Regions from separate parts of the Neogale vison genome. Here region 1 is linked to region 2. The links are chromatin contacts, called in public Hi-C maps. All regions are on one chromosome and are shown on one strand. The core of a region is the stretch at or near the end of the contact, and the rest is flanking DNA. Distances in the headings are between cores, read along the strand shown. Region 1 overlaps SRGAP2 (SLIT-ROBO Rho GTPase-activating protein 2). Region 2 has its middle 24 kb from the start of FAM72A.

What was found. A called contact is a pair of places that touch in the nucleus more often than the background predicts.
Region 1: a Hi-C map of fibroblasts shows a contact between it and region 2, with 7 times the contacts expected there. The contact joins two enhancer-like sites. A contact is called at or near these places in 2 of 3 Hi-C or Micro-C datasets (fibroblasts and muscle).

What each region holds. Positions count from the first base shown.
Region 1 is chr10:74,823,804-74,830,505 of ASM_NN_V1, forward strand. SRGAP2 (SLIT-ROBO Rho GTPase-activating protein 2) reads left to right here. Exons shown (of 23, transcript XM_044267773.1): 23 at 1,410-4,798. The coding sequence ends at 1,793. Among named protein-coding and RNA genes, the nearest start is that of IKBKE, 6.7 kb to the right of the region's middle. Within about 2 kb of position 1,803, the one cell type or tissue checked has open chromatin away from gene starts, as enhancers often do. A contact at or near this core is called in fibroblasts, where this site is marked.
Region 2 is chr10:74,563,473-74,570,633 of ASM_NN_V1, forward strand. No RefSeq gene overlaps it. Among named protein-coding and RNA genes, the nearest start is that of FAM72A, 24 kb to the right of the region's middle. Within about 2 kb of position 4,654, the one cell type or tissue checked has open chromatin away from gene starts, as enhancers often do. A contact at or near this core is called in fibroblasts, where this site is marked.

The DNA of each region.
Region 1 (6,702 bases), core at 553-3,052, 260 kb after region 2:
TCTGGGGTCGCTGCAGGCAGTTCACTCAGACGCCTCTCCCAACTCTATAATTTTCGTTAGACCAGGTAGGAGCGAAGGGCTCCCTGCTGCCCTCCTATGTTTCAACTGAGTTGAGATTCTTCTTGCCCCGTCTTCCAGGGGGCAATAGAGGCTGCGTCCGGTCTCTATTGGCTTAATTGGGATGCTCTGCTTAGGGAAGGTGTACCCGGCAAGCATAGTATTAAGCAGCGGGCCTGCGATGTCTTGCTTTGCTAGCCCTCTCCTCCTGCGCGTCTGCTGAAGCTCATGGCTGCGATCTGCCTTGCACCGTGGGGATCCTCCCAGCTCCCTCAGCCAGGTGTTAAGACGAAGCTAGAATACATTCCCCGTACAGACTCTACTACAGAGCAGGACTGAGGAGATGATGGGATTCTTCCTGAGCATTTTTATGGTTTGAGAACAATCATAGGGATGAGTGAAAATCACCGTCAACAGAAAGCATAGCTCACCCTGTAAGGGCCTTAACCAGGGCCTTGGCTTGGAACATGTCATCTTGACGTGTGAGCCTGATTCCAAGGAGGAGCCCTGTGGTGGTTTGGGGGTGCCCGACACAAGTGTGTGGAGAGGTGGGGAGGGAGCTGGGAGGTCTCCCTGAGGGGCAGCTGGCTGCGGACAGAGGGTCTCTGGTTCTGCTGTTTCCTGAGAGCTGGGTGGTTCCACTGTGGCTCCCGGGAGGTGAATCACCTGTGCGGGCTCTGGCTCCCCCTCCTGGTCGCTCTTCCATCCCCTCTCGTGGTGATGGGTAGAGGGAAAGGGCTTCCTCAAATTGGGCTCTCTGGTGGGGTAGGGGTGGGCGTAGGGGTGAGGGGGAGGTGTCCTGATGAATCTTCAGGGCGAGGGTTCTGGAACCTTTCCTCAGCCCTTGGCCCTTCTCGACCTTTGGCTTTGAAGCCAAGAAAAGAAAGATCATACTTAATCTCCACCACTTAGTGAGAAATAGTTTATTATGTACAATACCAAGCATACACAAAAGTGGAGAGAATTGGATAATAAATCCCACATACTCCTGACCAGACTCCTGGCCACTCTTACTTCAGCAGTTCCCCCCAACCCCGCCCCGGCACTGGATTATATGTCATTTCACCCAGAATTATTTCAATGCATATCTCTAAAACCTGAGGACTCGATTTAAAATAACATCTCCACCATTCTTTTCTAAAGGAAGAAAAAGAAATCTCCTGATAATGAAAATCCCTTTTTTCCCTTTCCCTACATTCTGAACATTCATATGTTTAAGGATTTCGGCCAAGTAAAATAATCTGGACATCTCCCTCCAGTTGGTTTCTTTGTGATTTGGCCTATGCTGTTGAAATAGGATCCTTGGGGACTTCTCCTTCTACTGGCCTCACCTCCTCTTTCCTGTTTTGCAGGATATTGAGGCAACTATGAACTCTGCCCTGAATGAGCTGCGGGAGCTCGAGCGGCAGAGCAGTGTCAAGCACACTCCTGATGTGGTTCTGGACACCTTGGAGCCCCTCAAAACTTCCCCAGTGGTGGCCCCCACATCAGAGCCCTCCAGCCCGCTGCACACCCAGCTCCTCAAGGACCCCGAGCCCGCCTTCCAGCGCAGTGCCAGCACTGCCGGGGACATCGCCTGCGCCTTCCGGCCTGTCAAGTCAGTCAAGATGGCTGCCCCCGTCAAGCCGCCAGCCACACGACCCAAGCCCACGGTCTTCCCCAAAACAAACGCCACTAGCCCTGGTGTCAACTCATCATCTTCCCCACAGTCCACTGACAAGTCTTGTACTGTCTGAGGGATGTAACTTAATTGTTCTAGACAAGGGGACTGGAGGGAATGACTGTTATTAAAAAAAAAATCTTCCTATTTAACTAGCTTGGGGACTTCAGTTGAAAATTAGATTCTAAGTTGTTCTTGCAGGAATTAGCCTTCCCGTCACCCAAAACCTTGAGAATGAAGCCCTCGTTACCACCCTGCCCTGCCCTTCCCACTGCCCTCTGCTTCTCCCCGTCGTCGTAATCCAGCCAGCCGCAGTACATACTGTTCTTAGGGTAGCCAGAGATAGGATTTTCCATTATCAGGTCACTGTGAAATCTGGCACGGCGAGTCACGAGGACACGGGCTCACGTCTCCGTCCCCTCAGACACAGGGGATGCCTGACCAGATGGTTGGCTGCTGAAAGCCAGCTCTCAGTGGCATCTTGTTTTGGGTACTGACTATAGAGAACCATATATAGTCCATTCTTCGTTTTACACACACACACACACACACACACACGTTTTTTTTCTCGTCTCTGGCATGTGGAGCCTCTCCTGGTCCCAGACCAGTCTCTTTCTAACTTATTGTGGCAGTTCACACAAGAGCCACCAGGGGTCTCTGTTTCTGTTCCAACTCTTGTTCTGTCTGGGCCAGAGGACCTAACCTTTGAAATCTCTCCATCATAAAAAATTGAGCACGATGGAACTGGATCCTGTAATCTGTCTGGGGTTGGAAGCTTTCTCTCTGTCTTCTTTCTATTGGTGTGAACTGGTCATTGGTGTTTGCTTTTGCTCTCCTCCATCCTCTAGGAATACAACCCAGTCTTTTTATAGAACTTCTGAAGTTTTTCTGAATGTTTAGACATTTCTCGGGTTCCTGTCTTTGTCTCTGATGGGCCATTTTCCATTTAAGACACTTTCCTGTATAAGACAGTTTTATAGCTGGTTCCTTTTAGGGTAAAGAGTCTTAAGAGAATTTTACTTGTGTTTATGGCAGGTTTGGAAAAGGTGAGAAATAGGTCCTTCTTCCTCCCACGGTTTTTGGGCATTTAAGACAAAATTCATTATCTTATTCAAAAATTAAAGTCAGCTTTGCTAGCCCCCCAAATTGTTCCCGAATGAAAATGTAACCTAAAGTTCACCTCTCTGGTTTGGTTATTCTGTAAGATCTCTCTTCAGGGACCAACAGGGGCTTGGAGAGCCCTAGTTAGATTAAAGAGAGACATTACTCCTTAAAACCTGTGGGTTTTTGTTTTTGTTTTTGTTTTTGTTTTTGTTTTTTTTCCAAATAAGAACAACTAAGAGAGCTTTGGCCCTGTGGGTTCTAAAGTCTTCCCGAGACCGGAATCTAACAAAATAAAAAATTGGGATACTGAATATTTTGGCCTTCTGTTGGCCTTTTTTCTGGTTCTCCTCCCAAAAAAGCAGAAATGATGCCCTTGCCTACTTTAATCTGGTCTCTAAACCTGGTGCCCCTGGTCCCGGCTTCCCTGGCTTCACGCTGTCCTGGCAGTAGGGCTGGGGACTGCCCCACCCCCTGTTGCATGAGTCTCAGAGAACTCCTTCAGTTAAAGCTGAAGCTCATTCCTTTTTATTTCCTGGCTTTAAATCTATGCTTTTAGCCTTATTTTCTATAGATCAAGAGAGGTGGTGGGTTGCCATTCAGATAGGAAAATCTGAGTTTCCTTATGTTTAGCCTAGAAGATCCTTTTTGGATCTTCTGAAGTTGGCAGTTGGTGCTGTGGAAAGTGGTAGGATTTTCCTCATTCTGGGTGAAGGAAAGAGCAGCTTTGGGGGGCATCGCTAATCACTAAAGGCTAACCTGGCACACCAGGATGACCACCCTAAGAGCTAGAAAGGAGAAAGGAAGAACTCGTCAGTGGAGTGCGTCAGCCTATGAGAAGTGACCCGCAGGCCTCTGGTTCTTGGCTTTTGTTGCTCTGTTCACTGGCCTGTCGTCATCTGTCACATGGACTTGCACAGGTCTTGAGCCAACAGGGGCTTTCAGACCAAAGGATCTGTTTCCTTAATGAAAACGGAAGCCCTCCCCTTCACTTTACATTCCTTTTGCTCCAACCGATCAACACTGGGACCCACACCTGCCCTTTCCCCCTCCTCCCAGCAAACTCCTCTCTGAGAAAGTCAAAGCAAAGCTTTCTGAATGACAACGCTTTGGGCCCCTTTGGTTGTTCCTGCCTTATTTCTCACGCGGCCCTTGTACATGACTTGTGTCCACCATCCCCTTGGTCAGTGTCCCTCTGCTGATTTGCCTCATGAACTGGACAGTGTGTGAGCAGCCACCTACTTCCCCCAGCTCTGGGAGCCACGTTGTCTTCCCCTCTCTGGTGCTCCTGATACCTGCGAGACCGACCTGTCGAGGGGACTAGGAACCCACAGAAGGAGAGTCCTTCTCGGCAGAGCTCCTGCGGCCAACTGGAATTCAGGCTGCACACTGTGATCTTTACACCGAAGAGCCAAAAGGAGCTGGCCACCCAGGACCTAGGGAGACCAGTCTTCCTCAGATCTGCTTGCCTCAACCAGCATGATGCTTCAGAGAGCCCCACTCCGCCCCTTGAGGCATGGATCCTTCTCTTGGTGCAGACTCGGGTCAGTCTTTGGGGGATTGGAGGCGGGGTGGGGCTACCAGCATCCCAATCTGGAAGAGAGGAGTTTGCAGCCAGCAGCCTGTCAGCTGGAAACACTGGTCTCAGCCAACCCTCTCAGGGCGCCCTGGTTTCTCCCCAAGGAGATGAGGAGAGATGACGCCAGCAACAGGATGAACAGACCACCGGAAGGGCTGGTGTGTGTGTACCCCACGTGCAGAAGAGAAGCTTAGATCTTCCAGGGAATTGCAATGTTGTGGCGTCTGACTTGTATGTCACGTTTGTGTAAAATGGTATATTCTTTAAAATAGTGTTGATAACTGGAATATTGTATGTATGCTTGGAGATGCTTTGTGTGAACCTAAGACTGTCACTCAACAGATGTTGGATTGGGGAAAATCCAAAGCACAACTTCGAAATAAAATACGTTTTTAGGTTTCGATGCTGCCAGTTCATATCCCCTTTCTGCCCCCTGAGATCTCCAACCCAGGAGTCTAGCTACCCAGGAGGGATTGTGACTGGTCTGTGGTGAGAGAGCCCTGCTGGCAACAGGAGAAATGTGACGTCAGGAGCCAACCACCCTCTCCCTCCCAGCAAGGCACGGCACAATTGCATCTAGAATGTGCACCCTCCCCGCCCACTGCAAGTGTGAAACCTACGAGGTTTTATAGAAAGTCTTCTAGCTCCCCATTGGGCAGTCTGTTGCTATGAGAACCATTTCCTCCACAGAATGCACCCACCCTGTTTTCAGGGAGGACCGTTCTCGTTTCTGTCCCTGGTCAGATTTCCCCACTTGGGAGAGTGGGGCCTGTCCAGTTGCTTGCAGGTTTTGCCAGCCGCAACCAAGGGTGACTGAAGGTTGTATTTCTTCCACAAGCCAAGCCCTGAGTCGTCCTGCTTTTGGATGCCCCCTGCCTCTGGGAGAAGAGCTGAGCTCTATGCTTGTGCTGTTGGTGTTGAGTGGGGGGCGGGGGGGGGAGACATAGGAAATGCTTTCTTGCCTATAGATTTTGATTGTAGCAGATCACAAGTTCAAGGGTGAAGCCATTCAAAGGTAGTAGCTGATAATGCATACGAGGGCAGATTTTCTAATACCAGAAGTCCCAGGTTGGGATCAGATCTCTCCTCTCCAAGGGGTCGCCCGGTGTTCAATGGTAATACGAGGAATCCTACCCCAAGCCCCGGACCAGACACCATGCCCTAAAGTCCAACACTTCCATCTGTCTCATGCCTTTCCAACCTGTCCTCTCTTCCCCCTCCTTCATTTTAGTAGTAGAGCTCCATCTTGAGCTTCAATTGCTGGCCCCTTGGTCTTGGAGAAGTCAAAGATGAGGCTGTCCTGCCCCCCGTGCTCTGGGGGAGTTCTCCATCCCTGAGTGTAGGTGCTGACCTGGCAGATAGAGATGGTTTATAAGCTGTGGGCAGAGGACCAACGAGCCTTTTCAGAGAGTCTAAAGGCAAAGGCAGGCTACCGTGGAGGGTCACTTTCTATATTCAGAGGGGAGCTTGATGGAAGTGAGTGACAATGAACACAGTTGAAAACAGACCTAGATAGCAACCCCAAAAGGAGACCGGGGGATCTGAATTTAGGAAATGGGCTTAATGAGAATCTACTCTAAATGTCTCTCTTGATACAAGCAGCTCCTTTTTATACTGGAGTTAGCCACCCTGGCATAGTGCATGTGCCAAAGACTCATTCATCAGTCAGTCAACAAACTCTAAGGCTCACTGTGTGCCAAGCGCTGTTGTACAGGAGGAAGCAGGAGAAACAGATAATGGAGCTTTCTGGTGTGAGGGAGAACAGATAAGCCAAACAGGACTTGGAAAGTGAAACAATGTAATAATAGGTCCTTAGTGCCTGGGGGAGGAGTAGGACAGTTCATCAAGAATTCGGTAAAGTGGAAATGACGACTGGATGTCCAAATAGAAATATCAAATAGACTCTTGAATATATGAATATGGAGCTTTAGGGACAGATCATACCTGCAAAGAAATTCAGGATCTCTTATTATGTATATATTCAAACCATGAAATTCCCAGGAAGAATGTGTAAATGGAAAAAAGCAGGTCCCAGTAATTAGAAGTAGAGTAGAGAGGAAGGAGCCAGCACAGACAGAGGGAGAGGTGACAGGTAGGTGCTGGGAAAGCCCACTGTCACAGACACCAACCGAAAGACGTTCTAAGAAGGAGGGAAGCTCAGGTGTCTCGTGCCAGCGGGTAAGAGGAGGCCAGCTAGAGGCGCTCATTCTCTGGTGATGTGGAGCTTTCAGTATATGGGGAGTGGGTTGGGTGGCCTCTGCAGGGCAGTCAGGAAGTCCTGGCAGCTTATGCAAAGGCACGGTTT
Region 2 (7,161 bases), core at 3,404-5,903:
AATTGAGGGAATAATCTTACCTACCTTCGAAGGTTTTTGTAAGGATTCTACATATTAATGTAAAGTGCTTGGCACATAGTAAGCACTCACTAAATTCATTCATTCAACAAATGTTTATTGAATACAGTGGAGGTTTAATACGTGACACTGCGTTAGATGTTGGGAACCCTAAGACCAATAAGACAGATTCAGTCCTTGTTCTCATGGAGCTTACTTCCTGGTGGGAAGTGGCAAACAGGAACAAACATTACATATATATTGCTATGGACTGAATTGTGTCTTCTTCCCCAATTCATATGTTGAAGCTCTAACCCACAGTGCAATGGTATTTACATGAGAAGCCTCTGGGAAGTAATTATGGTTAGATGAGGTCATGAGGTTAGGGCCCTTATGGTAGCATTAGTGCCCTTGTAAGAAAAGGAAGAGATACCAGAGTGCTCTTTCCATCGCATGAGGACACAACAAGAAGGTGGCCATCTATAAAATAGAAAGAGAGTCTTACCAGGAGCCAAATCTGCTGCCATTTTGATCCTGGACTTCCAACCGCCATGAAGAAAATAAATCTCCATGAGAAATAAATATCCATTGTTTAACCATCCAATCTATGTTATTTTGTTATAGCAGCCTGAGCGGACTCATACAGATGTGTATATTAATATATATTTGATATAGAAACCTTATATGAGGGTGTGACTGGTTTTACTGATAGAAAGAGCCATATACTGACCCATGGTGAGGGCCCTGCTTTCCCATTTTAGCAATGACACCTGCTTTCTACAGTGTAGCCTTGGAGAAGGCACTGGGTGGCTCCTACGTCAGATTTCTGCATCTATATGTTGATGAACTGAAGGATCCTTGAAATGTTTGGTCCTGCCCATGTGGCAGTTGGAATAACAATTCACCCTTTAGGCAAATCACACACCCGGGTATGCCAATACTTAGAGTGACAGAGAGGGTGCCTTTAGATTCAAATTGTACTCTTTAGTGGAAGATTAATTAAATCCCTAAATTTGGATTTGACTTCCTAGTTAACAATGTTTCCTTTCTGGAAAATAAATAGTGTATGTCAGACAGAACAGCTCCTTGGACCATTTTTCCCCTCTTCCTTGGCTTGTTGTGAGCTCTGACTGTGTCGTTCTTCCGGAGTGTCTTCCTTCCCAGATAACAGCGGAGAGAACAGAGCTCATGGTTTCCCTGACGTGTTTTTTGTTTTAATAAATGACCGACATCTGATTGATCCATTCTCATCTCACTTGTTACTTGCACGAAAAAAACTGTAAGAAGTATAATGGCATAAAAGAATCATTTTAAAGTTATTCAGACATGGGGCGTCTGCGGCTCAGGTCGAAGTGGGATCAAGCCCCACGCCAGACTCCTTGCTCAGCGGGAAGCCTGCTTCTCCCTCTCCCTCTGCCCCTCTCCTGCTTGTGTTCTCTCTTTCTCTTGCTCTCTCTCTCAAATAAATAAATAAAATCTTCAAAAAATACTTAAAAATAGTTATAAAATTTTATTTTTCTGCTGCTCTCCCTTCTGAACACGTTCCGTGGAGTGTCTTGGATGTAAAAGATTTACTTAGATTCTTTTGCTCTTGGATAATCCAGATTCTCGGGGCAGGTGACAGCCTGTAGGAACCTTTCCAAGGAAGCATCTTATCATTTCCATCCACTGACCCCTGGGAAGCTTCTGCCACCAAATACACTGAAGGAAACCAAAGTCTTCTCCTGTTGTCGCTGGTGCAGTGGAATGGAGGGACAGCCACCAAGAATTCCGAGTATACAGGTATCCCCTGCTTTTTGAAAGTTCCTCTCACACCACTTTGCCTTTATGAAAGATCTATGTTAGTACCTGTTTTGGCTAACTGAAAGAAATCCAAAGAGGATTTTTGGTTTTATAAAAAATGCTGGAAAGTGAAAATAACATTTCACTGGGAGCCCTCACAGAGGCAGTGGGCATCCCGGAAACAGCACTGAGGGGGTCCTGGCTCGCTCCTTTCCCCTGGAACTATGTTCAACCCGTCAGCGTCCAGCCATTGGAGTTCTAAACTGGGTCTGTGAGTATCCCTGCCTTCTTTCCATTTATTTTGTGCCTCTGTTAGCAAGATGTATGTCAAGGTATCAGAAAACCCTAAAGCTGGTTATTTTGAGGGTCTGAAAATGCTCAAAATTTTTTCCATATAAATTAACAGTAATCACATCTTTGCATTACCCCATTTCAGGTTACAAAAGGTTTTGTAAGAAAGCTCTGTTTCAGATAGTGGGAGAAGCCTGTTTATTTCTGCCTGTTTATTTCACAAAGTAGCTTGTGATGGCAGAAATAATTTTTTTCTGGAGGTTAGGCTAAAGGATCTTTGTAAAACAAGCATATGCATTATTTTTGCTCCTGAACAATCCATTTGATCATTGACTGTTTCTGAAAAAGGAACTAGAAGTGAGATTTTTAAAATATAAAAATATGCTTAATCTCTTAAGTGCAAACAAAAATTATAAGCAGATGTTTGGTGGATTGGCAAAAAAAAGGGGGGGGATGAACAATCTCCTCTGTGGGCATTTCCACACAAAGGTTGTGGGTGTATGTATCATTGTGTGGGGAGGGCACTTTGACAGTATCTACTACCACATTTTATAGTGCCCAAAGCCTTGGATTCAGTGATTCCACTTTTAGAAATTTATTCCACAGATGTGCTCAAAGATGTAGGGATAAAGATATTTATTGCAGAATTATTTATGAGAGCAAAACAAACAATCAAGCCCATAAACAAACACAGAAAAAAAAATCCCTTCATGAAGAAGTTTGATGAGACAGTAAGCTAGAGTGCATTCACACAATGGGATATTACTAAACAATGACCCTCCACCATGTATTGCTGAGGGGGGAAATGGTACAGAGACATTTGTTGGGAACCACATTTGTTTAATACACAGAAATTACTGGTGCAGGTTGCATATGGGGAGGGAAATTAGAAAACAGTTTTTCATTTACATCTTTATCTTTCATTTATGCCTTTTTTAGACATTTGGATTTCGTACCATTTGTATGTAGTATATCTTCAAAGATAGTTAAAATTTCAACAGCCACAGTAGTGACACAGAAATTCCATAGGAATAATATCTTACATTCATTGAATTTTGCTAGATGTCAGGTACTGATTTTCTAACACTTAGCATACATTTTTTTATTTGATTCAACCACAACCTTGTAAGGTGGATTTTATTTATTTATTTATTTGTTTTAAGAGTGAGTGAGTGGGGAGGGGAAGAGGGATAGGGAGAGGGAGAGGGAAAATCCCAAGCAGGCTCCACAACCAGTGCGGAGCCTGATGCAGGTCTGGACCTCAGGATCCTGAGATAATGATCTGAGACAAAACCAGGAGTCAGATGCTTAGCTGACTGAGCCACCCAGGCACTCCAAGTGGGTACTATTATCTGCATTTCACAGAGGAGGAAAATTGTGGTAGAGAGAGACTGAGTAACTTGCCCAAGAATTCACACCGTGTCAGTGATGAGCTAGGATGTGAACCCAGGCATTCTGGTTCCAGAGACCAGTCTCTTAGCCACTAGACTCCTGTATAATCTCAGACCTCCATAATGAACTCTTAATTATAGTGCAGCCAGTATAAAACTAAGATAACAAGCTCAGATGTGCAAGAAATACTCACTTCTTTATTTTCTCTGAATCAACTTACATCTGATTCTTAGTTCCCATCCACCTTTATTGGCAAAAAATATAATCTCAGTCATTCCTAGGGGCTCCTCCCTCCAAGGGTTATGCAAGGTCTTGAGGCCTTACTGGGCAGCAAGGCCTGGCAGAGACCCTGCCAGTAGTGAACCCTCAGTGATGACCCCAAAGATATCCACCAACCCAGACCAACACTCTCCAGCCACAGAATGGAGTCCTGCCCACTCTCCTGCCCAAGCTACAAACATCTTTATATTCTCAGGAAATTGGTTCCATTTCTTTCCCCACAGCCTTCAAAGGCATGAAGAACACTGTCTTCAATGAGCTCAGGTTTTATCTAAAGACAGCAAGATCATTCTGCAAAACATCTGTATGGTGAAAATTACTTAGCTCTTCTCTAACTTGCTTAGACAAAAGGGGAAGAGAAAAATTGGGAAAGAAATTCAAGAAATTAATATGTCAATAAATTATCCTGCCACAGAGTCATAGTCGTGAAAAACAATACTTTTGAATTGGGAATTCATCTCCCTCATCATTTCCATGTGTTTGAACTTGTATCGTTCTGGAATGATGACTGTAGTAGATCAATAAAACTATGTCTCCCATTGGCACAAATTTAGACTGAGACATGGGACAGTTAGTACTCACAGTCTGAATGCAAAGGCATACAGAGTATACTTTGCAGAAGGGACAAAAACCTAAATGGAAATGAGGATAGTTCCCCTTTACACCTTGAACATCCTCAAATAAAAATTAGACAAGTTCCCAGCCTCTGCTCAGCTAACCAGCCTATAAGTGCAAAAAAGAAGACAAGATTGGAATCCAAAGCAGGAAGTGTTAGAATCCATGGGCCTGGAATCAAAGAAACAATGTTTAAATAGAAACCAGGTTGATAGAATTTTAACAGGGTTCTAGCAGGCAGGAAAAGGAAGATGTATGATCTAAGCATAGGATCTTTTGACTGCAGGAGCCTGGGTGAGAGGTCTGCCCCAAATTCCATCTGCCACCAATGAAAGCAGAAAGGAAATGTGTAGAGAGAGAGCCAAGCCATGGGGAAAGTCTCCAAGATGGGTGTGCCTCGTGTGTGTTAAGTAATCATGTCCAACTCAGCAAATCCGAGTTTCTTTATTCTTTGGGCTACTTTCCATTTTAATGAGCAGGGAATATTTGATCTTAAGCAGTTTCCGCTACCCAGTTTTACCCTAGCCTTTGTAGAGGAGAAGAAATGGCTGCAGTGCTGGTCATATTTGCTTGTGAAGGCTCCTGGTCAGCTAATCCCTGGTCCTTTGCTCCACCTAGTGGATTTCCAGGTTAGAGAGGATTTGGAAAGAGACCACTGATTGGAAGAATATACTCTTGCTGATAAATCTGGACTTCTGTCAGGTTCTTTAGGGACAAGACCCTGTTCTACCCCCCCCCATCTGTCCTTGTTCATGTTGAATGAGCTCTTTTATTTATTTCCATTCAAGCTGTGAGTCAGCAGAATCTAATGCATTCCTTTTCTCTGTCTCATATATATAAAATCATACAGCATTATAGGAACAGAAGGCTCATCAGCACAGAAGAATATATTCTACTCATAATTATATCCCCCAATGGCCAAACTCAATCAAACCTCCACAGGGTCACTTAATTAAATAATGGCCTACCTACTTGTTAATCCCCATGGGGTTCCTTTGAACAATAATTGGTTAAATAAGTGTTTTTTTTTTTTGAGAAGTTTCACATTCAATTATAAAAACAGACGAACGAATATTATAAAGCTTGGGAAAGTTAAAGATTTCAGATACAAAGGGATTCAGAGCTGACTCTTTACAAAAATCCATATATGGAGACAAAGATAAGTACACTCTATAGACTTAAATCATTAGTGTATACAAAATAAATTCAACAATCTATACTTATTTGCTAGCCTACCCTGCTCCTGTCAGTCACCAGCCTTAAAATCAATCAAGTCTTTGTTCTTTATTTCTTACATATAGTTGATGTTTAATTGCTGTTATGGATCGTATTGTGTCCCCTCAAATATTCGTGTGCTGGAGTCCTAACCTCCAGTACCTGAATGTGACCTCATTTGGAGATAAAGTCTTTACAGAGGTAATCAAGTAAAAAAATGAGACCATCAGAGTGGGCCCACTGCCAATATGACTGGTGTCCTTATGAAAGGGGGTATTTGGAGACAGACATGCATAAAAGGAAGAACACCATGTGAAGACAAAGATGGCACTCTACAAGCCAAGGAGAGAGGTCTGGAACAGATCCTTCCCTCCTGGCCCTCGGAAGGAATCAACCCTCTCAATATCTTGCTTTTGGACTTCTAGTCTCCAGAACCACGAGACAATAAATTTCTATTGTTTACACTACACAGTTTGTGGTACCTTGTTATGGCAGACCAAGCAAACTAGTAGAATTACCTCTGATAAATGATTAAGGAGCTCTCTGCACAAAACAAACTTAATCCATAGAATGCCAGAACCAGAAGGAATCTCTGAGAACATATTGCTTGACCCTCTTGCTCCGAAATGAGATGTCTGTGGTCACACAGCAAGTTGGTGACTGAGTCACCTTTTTAGTCCAACTTTAGTTGGTCATGTTCTGTCAGAGCCTGCCAGCCATTTCAAAGATGGCGGCAAGATCAGCCTAAGATGATGATTGGGCTAAAGCTTTGTTGGGAAGAACTTCCTGGGGGATACTACACAAGTTTGACCTTTCCTAAGAATTGGCTAATGGAAGCTTGTGCTGAGTAGATGAATTAATTGCTGGTTGGATGCCAGCGAGAAGACTGATACCCTGTGGAACAGTGTGACAGGTAACTTGACCTCTGGCTGGGCTGATAGGATCCATCCTCCCTTTTCAGGCCCTTGGTGGTGAATGCCTGGCTCTGGCTGGAAGGCCCCCCCCACCCCAACGAGCATGATTCACCAGAGTGACTTAATCATCTGTGGGTCAGAAGCTCAGGTTCATGTGAGCAGGGTGGGGGCTGGGGGAATGGAGGCTGATGGAGGCTGAGTAATACTTCGCAGTGGGTGTGGAGACTTGTTACAATGCTAAGCATGCAGTTGATTAAAGCACATGACACAAGTAATTGCTGGAGATCCCAAAACAGCTATCACCTAGGATTATGGAGATCTGATCTAATGTCAGACTGAAAGCCCAGTTTCGACTCTGCAGCAGAGGCCTTTGAAAAGTGTCCAGGAGTAATTGGCATTTAATCAATGCAATCATTATCACAGCACGTGGCTCCCGCTGCTTCAGGATCCCTTGCAACCACTGAACTGCAGAGGGTGGCTATGTCCATGCAATTTTTACCAGCAACAGCATTGCGTCCCAGTCCCAGACGAGGTCCAAGTGGAAATATATTCATATCTTTATATTTGAGAAACACAGGTTCACCGTCTGTAAGAATTCAGTCTGATATCAATGACGCTATAAACAGGAATGGTTACTCTCTTCTGTAGAGAGGCTTAATCAGCCTTAATTTTGATA